Linked DNA regions of Mus musculus: region 1 is linked to region 2. A link is a contact called in public HiChIP or PLAC-seq data. All regions are on one chromosome and are shown on one strand. The core of a region is the stretch at or near the end of the contact, and the rest is flanking DNA. Distances in the headings are between cores, read along the strand shown. Region 1 has its middle 27 kb from the start of Tsr2. Region 2 holds the start of Fgd1 (FYVE, RhoGEF and PH domain containing 1).

Region 1 (4,096 bases), core at 1,387-3,886, 77 kb after region 2:
AGCATGGACCAGGGATCCTGCTTGGTTCACAACTTCCAGCAGTTTGCCTGCAGTGCTGGGAACCACAGCAATCGTCCCATACTCCAAATTCTGCTTTTTCCCACTTCAGGAAACAGGGACTGAAGACCACCATTATGGACTGAATTTTGCCTCCCCTGAATGGTATTCTAGCATCATTCCAGGCACCCCAGCAGCAGGCAGGATGCAGCCTGGCATTAACTAAAATTATAAACCAAGGAACCTAAAAGATATGTATAGAACATTTCACCCAAATGCAAAAGAATATACTTTCTTCTCAGAACCTCACAGAACTTTCTCAAAAATTGACCATATGCTTATACACAAAGCAAGCATGAACAGGTAAAAGAAATTGAGGTAACTCGCTGTATCCTATCTGACTACCATGCATTAAAGCTGAATATCAACAACAGAGGGCTTACAAAGTCATGGAACCTGAACAACTCTCCACTGGATTAAAAAAAATGGGTCAAGACAGAAATTAAGAAAAAAAATTAAGGACTTTCTAGAATTGAATGAAAATGAATAGACAATATACACAATCTTATAGGGAGACACAATGAAGGCAGGTCTAAGGGGCAAGTTCATAGTACTAAGTACCTACATAAAATAATTCGAGAAATCTCATACTAGTAACTTAACAGGACACCTGAAAGCTCTAGAACAAAAAGAAAAAAATTACACTCATAAGGAGTAGATGGCAAGAAATACTCAAACTCAGGACTAAAAATCAATAAAATATGAACAAAAAACAAACAAAATACAAAGATTTAATATAATAAAGAGTTGGTTCTTTAAGAGAATCAGTAAGATTGGCAATCTTTAACCACATGAACAAAAGGCAGAGAGAATATCCAAATTAACAAAATCAGAAACAAAAAAGGGGGAGACAAAAAAATCCATAGAATCATAAGGACATACTTTTTTGGGTCTTAATAACATTTAATTAAAACAGTTGTCAGCAATAATAGAAAAAAATAAGTGGGACTCCATCAAATAAAAAGATCAAAACAGCCAGGCAGTGGTGGTTCATGCCTTTAATTCCAGCACTTGGGAGGCAGAGACAGGCAAATTTCTGAGTTCGAGGCCACCCTAGTCTACAGAGTGAGTTCCAGGACAGCCAGGGCTATACAGAGAAACCCTGTCTCAAAAAAAAAAGAAAAAGAACAAAAATCAAAACAGCAAAGGAAACAGTAAAAACAAATGTCAAATTTACACAATCTTGGACAATATTTATAAATATTGTCTGTATTACAGTGGCTAGGTTTAGACATAAAAAGATGTAAATCTGTCTTGAGTCATCAAGATAGTCCAAGATGACAATGTACTGAACAAGGAGCAGAAAGACAAAAACAGTGTGCCATTCTTGGCTGGTAGTCTTGGGTTCTATAAGAAAGCAAGCTGAGCAAGCCCCAGGAAGCAAGCCAGTAATACATCCCTCCATGGCCTCTGCATCAGCTCCTGCTTCCTGATCTGCTTGAGCTCCAGTCCTGACTTCCTTTGGTGAAGAACAGCCGTGAGGAAAATGTAAGCTGAATAAACCCTTTCCTCCCCAATTTGTTTCTTGGTCATGATGTTTGTGCAAGAATAGAAACCCTGACTAAGCAGGGTGGTGGTGGCACACACCTTTAATCTCAGCACTTGGGAGGCAGAGGCAGGTGGATTTCTGAGTTCAAAGCCAGCCTGGTTTACAAAGTGAATTCCAGGACAGCCAGGGCTACACAGAGAAACCCTGTCTTGAAAACAAAACAAAACAAAACAAAAAACTAAAAATGTTAAGACAATTAAGAAAGAAATTGAAAAATATATCAGGAAATGGAAAGATCTCCTATGCTCATAGAGTGGCAGGATTAATAAAGTAAAATGGCCATCCTACCAAAGCAATCTACAGATTAAATGTAATTCCCATCAAAATTCCAATTCAGTTCTTCACAGATCTTGAAATGATAATCTCAAGCTTCACATGGAAACATGCACACACACTCTTAAGCGCGCGCGCGCGCGCGCGCGCGCACACACACACACACACACACACACACACACACCAATACAAAGCAAAAACAAATAAACAAAAAACAGGATATCAAAAACAATCCTGAATAATAAAAGAACTGCTGGAGGTTCCACTATCCCCAATTTAAGTTTTGCTACAAAGCTATAGAAATAAAAACAGCATGGTATTGTCATAAAACAATATGATCAAACTAAAGATTCAGACATAAATCCACACATCTATGGACACATGATTCCTGATAAAGGAGCAGAAACACACATTGGAAAACAGGCAGCTTCTTCAGTAAATGGTGCTGGTCAAACTGGATGTCTGCATGTAGAAGAATGCAAATAGACCCATGCTTACTGCCCTGCAAAGCAGATACACTGAACCTAATAGAAGAGAAAGTGGTGAATGACCTTGAACTCATTGGCACAGGAGACTCTGTGCAGAACACCATTGGCATAGGCACTAACATCAACCATCAGTAAAGGGAACCTCATGAAACCAAAAAAAAAAAAAAAAAAAATCGCAGATATTTGGACAAAACAGCAGCCTACAGAATGGGAGAAGAATTTTACGAACTACACACCCAATAGAGGGCTATGACCAAGGCTGTTCAGTCAGGCGACAGGTTCTCCCTCGCAGGAGTGAGGATTAAAAAGAAAATGACAATTAGACAACATTGTAGCATGACCCCAGTCAATTCTGAAACTGAAGGCAGTTTTAATGTTTTATACCATTTTAATTACATGCAAATATTAAGGGTTAGCAGTACAATAAGGAACTAGCAAGGCAGTAAGCAAAGTCCTGTGACAGATGTTTCCAAGAGGTTGTCAGAATAACCAAAATACCTGAGCCCACTTCCATGACCTAGCCCAAAATCTTGCCTGAAGCCTACTTCTTTTGTTCTACTCTAAAATCAGATTCTCACTTCCTTGTCCTTGGTTAAAGTCAAGGTCGCTCCTCGATTTACTTCTTTGTCATGCTAATGTCAGATTCCTGCCAGGATTTACTTCTTTGTCTGGCCTAATGTCAGATTCTTGACAAGTGGTCCATTTCCTTGTCCTTGGCCAATGTCAGATTCCTGTGAAGCAGTCTATTTCCTCATCATTGGCCAAAGTCAGATTCCTGTCAATTGGTCCATTTCCTTGTCCTTGGCCAATGTCAGATTCTTGTCAAGTGGCACTCAGAAAGTCTCTCCACAAGACTAAAGTTCAAAATAAATAAAGAACTCAAGAAACTAGATATCACCAAAACAAATAAACCAATTAAAAAATGAAATAAGACCTAAACAGAAAATTCTTAATAGAGGAAACTCAAATGGTTTAAGAAATACTTAAAGAGCGGGGCAGTGGTAGCACATGTCTTTAATTCCAGCACTTGGGAGGCAGAGACAGGCGGATTTCTGATTTCAAGGCCAGCCTAGTCTACAGAGTGAGTTCCAGGACAGTCAGGGCTACACAGAAAAACCCTGTATCAAAAAGCCAAAGTGGATCTTTCCACTTAAACAAAAAAGAAATACTTAAAGAAACATTCAATTTTCTTAGCCATCAGGGAAATTGTTATGGTTTGTATATGCTTGGCCCAAGGAGTGGCACTATTAGAAGTTGTGGCCCTGTTGTAATAAGTGTGGCCTCATTGGAGTAGGTGTGCCACTATGGGTTCAGGCTTTAAAACCCTACTCCTAGCTGCTGGAAGCTAGTAACCTGCTAACGGCCTTCAGATGAAGATGTAGAGCCTTCAGCTCTATCTGCACTATGCTTGCCTGGATGATGCCATGCTCCCACCTTGATGATAATGGACTAAACCTCTGAACCTGTAAGCCAGCCCCAATTAAATGTTGTCCTTATAAGAGTTGCTTTGGTCATTGTGTCTGTTCACAGCAGAAAACCCTAACTAAGCCAGGCAGTGGTGGCCCATGCCTTTAATCCCAGCACTTGGGAGGCATAGGCAGGTGGATTTCTGAGTTCAAGGCCAGCCTGGTCTACAGAGTGAGTTCCAGGACAGCCAGGGCTATACAGAGAAACCCTGTCTCAAAAACAAAATAAAACAAAACAAACAAACAAAAACCTAACTAAGACA
Region 2 (4,095 bases), core at 1,175-3,674:
CAACCCAAAACCTCCAGAGGTCATATGGATGGAATTGTCAAAGAATTTTAAAAATTAAGGTTAAAAAAGCCTTCAGAGGCTGGATAGACCAAGGAACAGTCTTACAATTTTTCAACTTTGACTCAAGCATTAGGTTTAGAAAGGCTGATTGAGATCTCACCAGATCATAAAGAGCCCTGCCAAACCTCTAATGTTAAGGAAGGTAAATTTTCTTTTGAACCTTTGGGGACTTGGAAGATTCTAAACTTGTGAATGATATTTGATTTTGAAAGACATAGACTTGCCAGATGTGGTAGTATATGCCCTTAGTCTCATCACTCAGGAGGCAACCACAGAGGGATTATAAATTCAAGGCCTGCCTAGGCTACACAGTGAGAGCTTGTCTCAAAAAATAGTAATAATACAGACTGCCTACAATATAGAGAATAGATTCCAGGACTCAGTGAACACTTGCCTGTCTTGCCTGAGGCTTTGGGTTTGATACATGATAATGAAAAATAGTTAAGAATAGATTCCAGAGAACAAGACTGAAACAGGAGAGCTGTGAAGGTATTGCAGATTAGAAGCTGTACTAGCCTACACCAGCGAGTGGCAATGGAAATGAGACTGTATAAGTAGATGATGGAGATGGTCCTGTAGATGATAGGAAGACTTGGCAATTGCATGGGGGGGGGAGGTGTAGAAGAGAGAGAGAGAGAAAAGAGCCAGGGTATAGCTTAGATCTCTACTTTGACCAAGATCCTTCACTTAGGTAAGGTACAGCTCATTGAGAGAGGATTTCTTGAGTTGGGAAAGAACAGAGATTCTAGGTTTCTCTAGGATTTTCAAACAATGTTGTTTTCTAACCAGCTGAATGTCTGGGCCAGGAAAAATGTTTTGATTTGAAGTATTTTAGAGTAACTATCAAAGAAGTAATAATTGAAGCCATAGAAGCAAATGAGATATTGAGGGAAAGACCAGAGAGAGTGCGTGGGAAGACAGAGCTCAGGCCAAAGCTCCCAAGAACACTACTAAGACGAGGAGGAAACTGAAAAGGAAAAAGGAGAAAAATAAGCATGATATGTCATAGGGAAGCAATTTCAGGAGAAGGGAGAGGTCACTGGTGCTACCTGAATGCTAGCAAGTCCAAGTAGGATGACCTCTAAAGAGATTCTTTTCGGTTTAGTAACGTAAGCTATGGAAGACCTTGATAAGAAAAATAGCTTGGAAGAAGTAGTAGAGGTGAGTTGTAGCAGGGTTAAAGATAAGTGGGAGGTAGGAAATGGGACACTTGACTATGAGCAAGTCTTGAGTCATCTGTAAAAAGAGAAGAGAGATAACTTTTGGTGCTTGTTTTTTTAGATGGGAGAAGATACCTGACTGTTTAAAGCCCAGAGCGAAGGGACTCGGAACGAACTCAGAGGTCTGTTGCTAAGAATTCCAGACCTTTCTTCTGGCGTCTTCTGTTCACTCCATGTAAGTAGGACATGGGCTTATCAGCTAAGTACCGTGGGACGGAGTTGGGGGCACAAATCAAGATCTTGGGGAGACTAGATTTGATATGGCCACCATGGATGAGAGTTATCTAGGCAATGGGGGTGAAACAGAAAAGAAAGTTGACTACTAGTAGGGTGTCGGGTCAGTTCTGAGGGACTTGTAGAAGCTGGGAAATGAGGGTTTATCATGACACAAATGTGGAAAATTGTAGTGTTACCCAGTAGTGTTCAGCTGCCTGGGCACAAGCATGGAAAAAAAGGCAAACAGTTGGACTGGTTCAGTTTTGGGTTGCTGCCAGCCGGGTAACGGACAAAACAAGGGACCGCGACAAAAAGAGTGGAAAAGTAAAGGGCCATGAGATCTGGTCTGAGAAAATAAGTACTAAAGGATCGCTACGTGCCAAGCCTAGCTTAACTCTGGGACATGTGGAAAGGCTTCTGGGAAAGAGTGTGATGGGAGAGCGGAAGAAGGCATGAGATGCGACGGAAGGGTCGATTTCGGAAATTGGGCCCAGAGACTCGCCTCTGTGGGACCAAGGAAGGATGGGAAGGAAAGCTGAAGGGCCAGCAGAAGGAGGGCCTTAAGCTCCTAGCAGTTAGAGGTGAAACTGGCCCTAGCGAGGGGGCGTGGCCAAGCTCAAATCCCGACGAGGGGGCGGGGCTCCAATAACTGGGTCTCAGCGCCGCGGTGGCTGCGGCTGTCTCAGCAACGGCTCGCGCCTCCCCATCCCCCAGTTCCCAGGGCTCTTCCCGCCTGCCGCGGTGCAGACCCAGGACGAAGGCGGAGAAGCCCGGTCCAGCCCGGTCCTCCGCCCGCACGGCTGGAGCATCGTTCCGGAGGACTGCCCGAAGGCAAGCCTCGCAGCCGGAGAGCGCGGCGCACACGCGCGCCTCCCGGCCGCGGCCGTCCTCTCTTCCCTCCTTCCTCTCCTCTCCCCCTCCCCTCTCCTCCGCCCCCAGCCTCCGCTGCGGCGGGAGGAAGAACCCTTCCCGACTAGCCCAGAGAACCCAGGTCGATTCTCATTCCGGGAGAAAGAGACCCCCCTCGGTGGGATCCGGCTGGCCGCTCGCCCCCGGCTACGGAAGTGACTGGTCATCTATTAGGAGAGCTCGTGCCTAGCGCAGCCCCCGACCCTCGCCTAGCCGCAGCCGCATAGACAGCGCTCCCCAGCGGGCCCCCGGCCCCGCCGAGCCCACTCCCCGCTTGGGGCCAGGGCTGGCGATGCCTGGCGCGGCAACGGCGGTGGCCGCGGCTGCTGCTGCTGCTGCCGCCACGGCTGCTGGCCGGAGCCCGGGTCGGGGGCTCGAGTCTCCGCAGTGGGGCTGAGCCCGCAGCCCCGCCCCCCGAGCCTGAGGCCGCTGCTCCGCCGGGCGCCGGGCCTTCTCCGCCCGCGCCTCCGCCCCAGGAACTGGAGCCAAGCGGGGAGCCCGGGCCCCGCGCCCAGGCCCGGACCATGCATGGCCACCGAGTCCCGGGGGGCCCTGGGCCTTCGGATCCCGAACGCTCAGCGGCAAATACCCCCGGTGCCGCTCCGCTGGCCTGTGCCGACTCGGACCCTGGAGCCTTGGAACCCGGGCTGCCGGTGAGCAGGGGCTCAGGCACGGCTCTTGGAGGCCCTTTGGATCCTCAGTTTGTTGGACCCTCGGATGCCAGCCTGGGAGCGCCTCCAAGCTCCCGGGTCTTACCCTGCGGCCCTAGTCCTCAGCACCACCGGGCCCTGCGCTTCTCCTACCACCTGGAGGGCTCGCAGCCTCGGCCTGGTGAGTGATCCAGACAGCATGGGAACCTGGGCCACGGGCCTGGTACCGGGAACGGGTTCTTGTTCTAGGACTTGGAGCCGACATGCTCACCCTAGCCCCTTGGGTCCCCTCAACCCCTACCCCCACCTCCTGCAGTATTCGGTCCAGTCCTTTCAGCCTTTGCCCCTTGCTCTTATCTGTCCCTTGCGCCCTCAAGCCTTAAGACTCCTTTCTCTTCTAACTGTTGAGGCTAACAGGAGAGGAAGCACTCCAAGAAAAGGGGGCAGGATTTCAGGGCAGCAATGGGGATGTGGTTGGAATAGGAGAAAAGAAGTCTCCCATTAGCTAAGTGACTACATTTGTGCATGGCACTGAACTGGGTACTTTTACAAGGGTTTTTGTTTCAGCTTCAGGAGCCATCTGTGAAGTGGATATCATCAATTACATTTTTAGGGGTGCAGACTGAGGCTTTGAGAAGTAACTTGTCCAAGGTCACACTGTCATTATGGTGCCTGGATTTAAAAACAGATCAGAGTCCAAAATCTGTGGTCTTCCCGCTTCCCCAAACTGAAGCTGGAGAGTAATGCAAGCTTTCTCCTTATGTGATTTCCCCTTATACGACTCAGTAGCCCGAAAGTATGAGCAAAAGAGAGAGGGAGATGGTGGACTGATCCTAGATTGTGCTTCTGCTAGGTGTGTGTGGCCACAGGACAAGGGGAGGAAGAGGTAGGGGGTATTGATGAGAGAGAAAGGTGGAGCTGAGCCTGGAGGAAGGGGCTGAAGGCGCTGCTGGTACGAAGGAATAGGACAGAGAGGTCAGAAGGGAGAGCTGCTGGGCCAGGAGATTGTTTGGAAAAATCATCAGGATGGTTGCTTGGGT

Evidence for each region. HiChIP or PLAC-seq counts read pairs in DNA pulled down with a chosen protein or histone mark.
Region 1: an H3K27ac HiChIP or PLAC-seq map of embryonic stem cells shows a contact between it and region 2, with 32 read pairs. The contact joins the enhancer-like site here to the promoter of Fgd1 in region 2. A contact is called at or near these places in 4 of 39 promoter capture datasets (embryonic stem cells, hippocampal neurons, liver and 1 more), 3 of 484 Hi-C or Micro-C datasets (8-cell embryo and embryonic stem cells), 4 of 115 datasets of contacts at active chromatin or transcription factors (all in embryonic stem cells) and 2 of 9 other capture datasets (adipose tissue and pancreatic islet).

The regions. Positions count from the first base shown.
Region 1 is chrX:151,121,100-151,125,195 of GRCm38.p6, forward strand. No RefSeq gene overlaps it. Among named protein-coding and RNA genes, the nearest start is that of Tsr2, 27 kb to the left of the region's middle. Within about 2 kb of position 2,637, at least 12 of the 459 cell types and tissues checked have an H3K27ac peak or open chromatin away from gene starts, as enhancers often do. A contact at or near this core is called in 8-cell embryo and embryonic stem cells, where this site is marked.
Region 2 is chrX:151,044,746-151,048,840 of GRCm38.p6, forward strand. It overlaps Fgd1 (FYVE, RhoGEF and PH domain containing 1), which reads left to right and starts at 2,425. Exons shown (of 18, transcript NM_008001.4): 1 at 2,425-3,236. The coding sequence starts at 2,930. Gm46690 (a long non-coding RNA gene) reads right to left here and starts at 1,347. Exons shown (of 2, transcript XR_001782846.2): 1 at 1-1,347.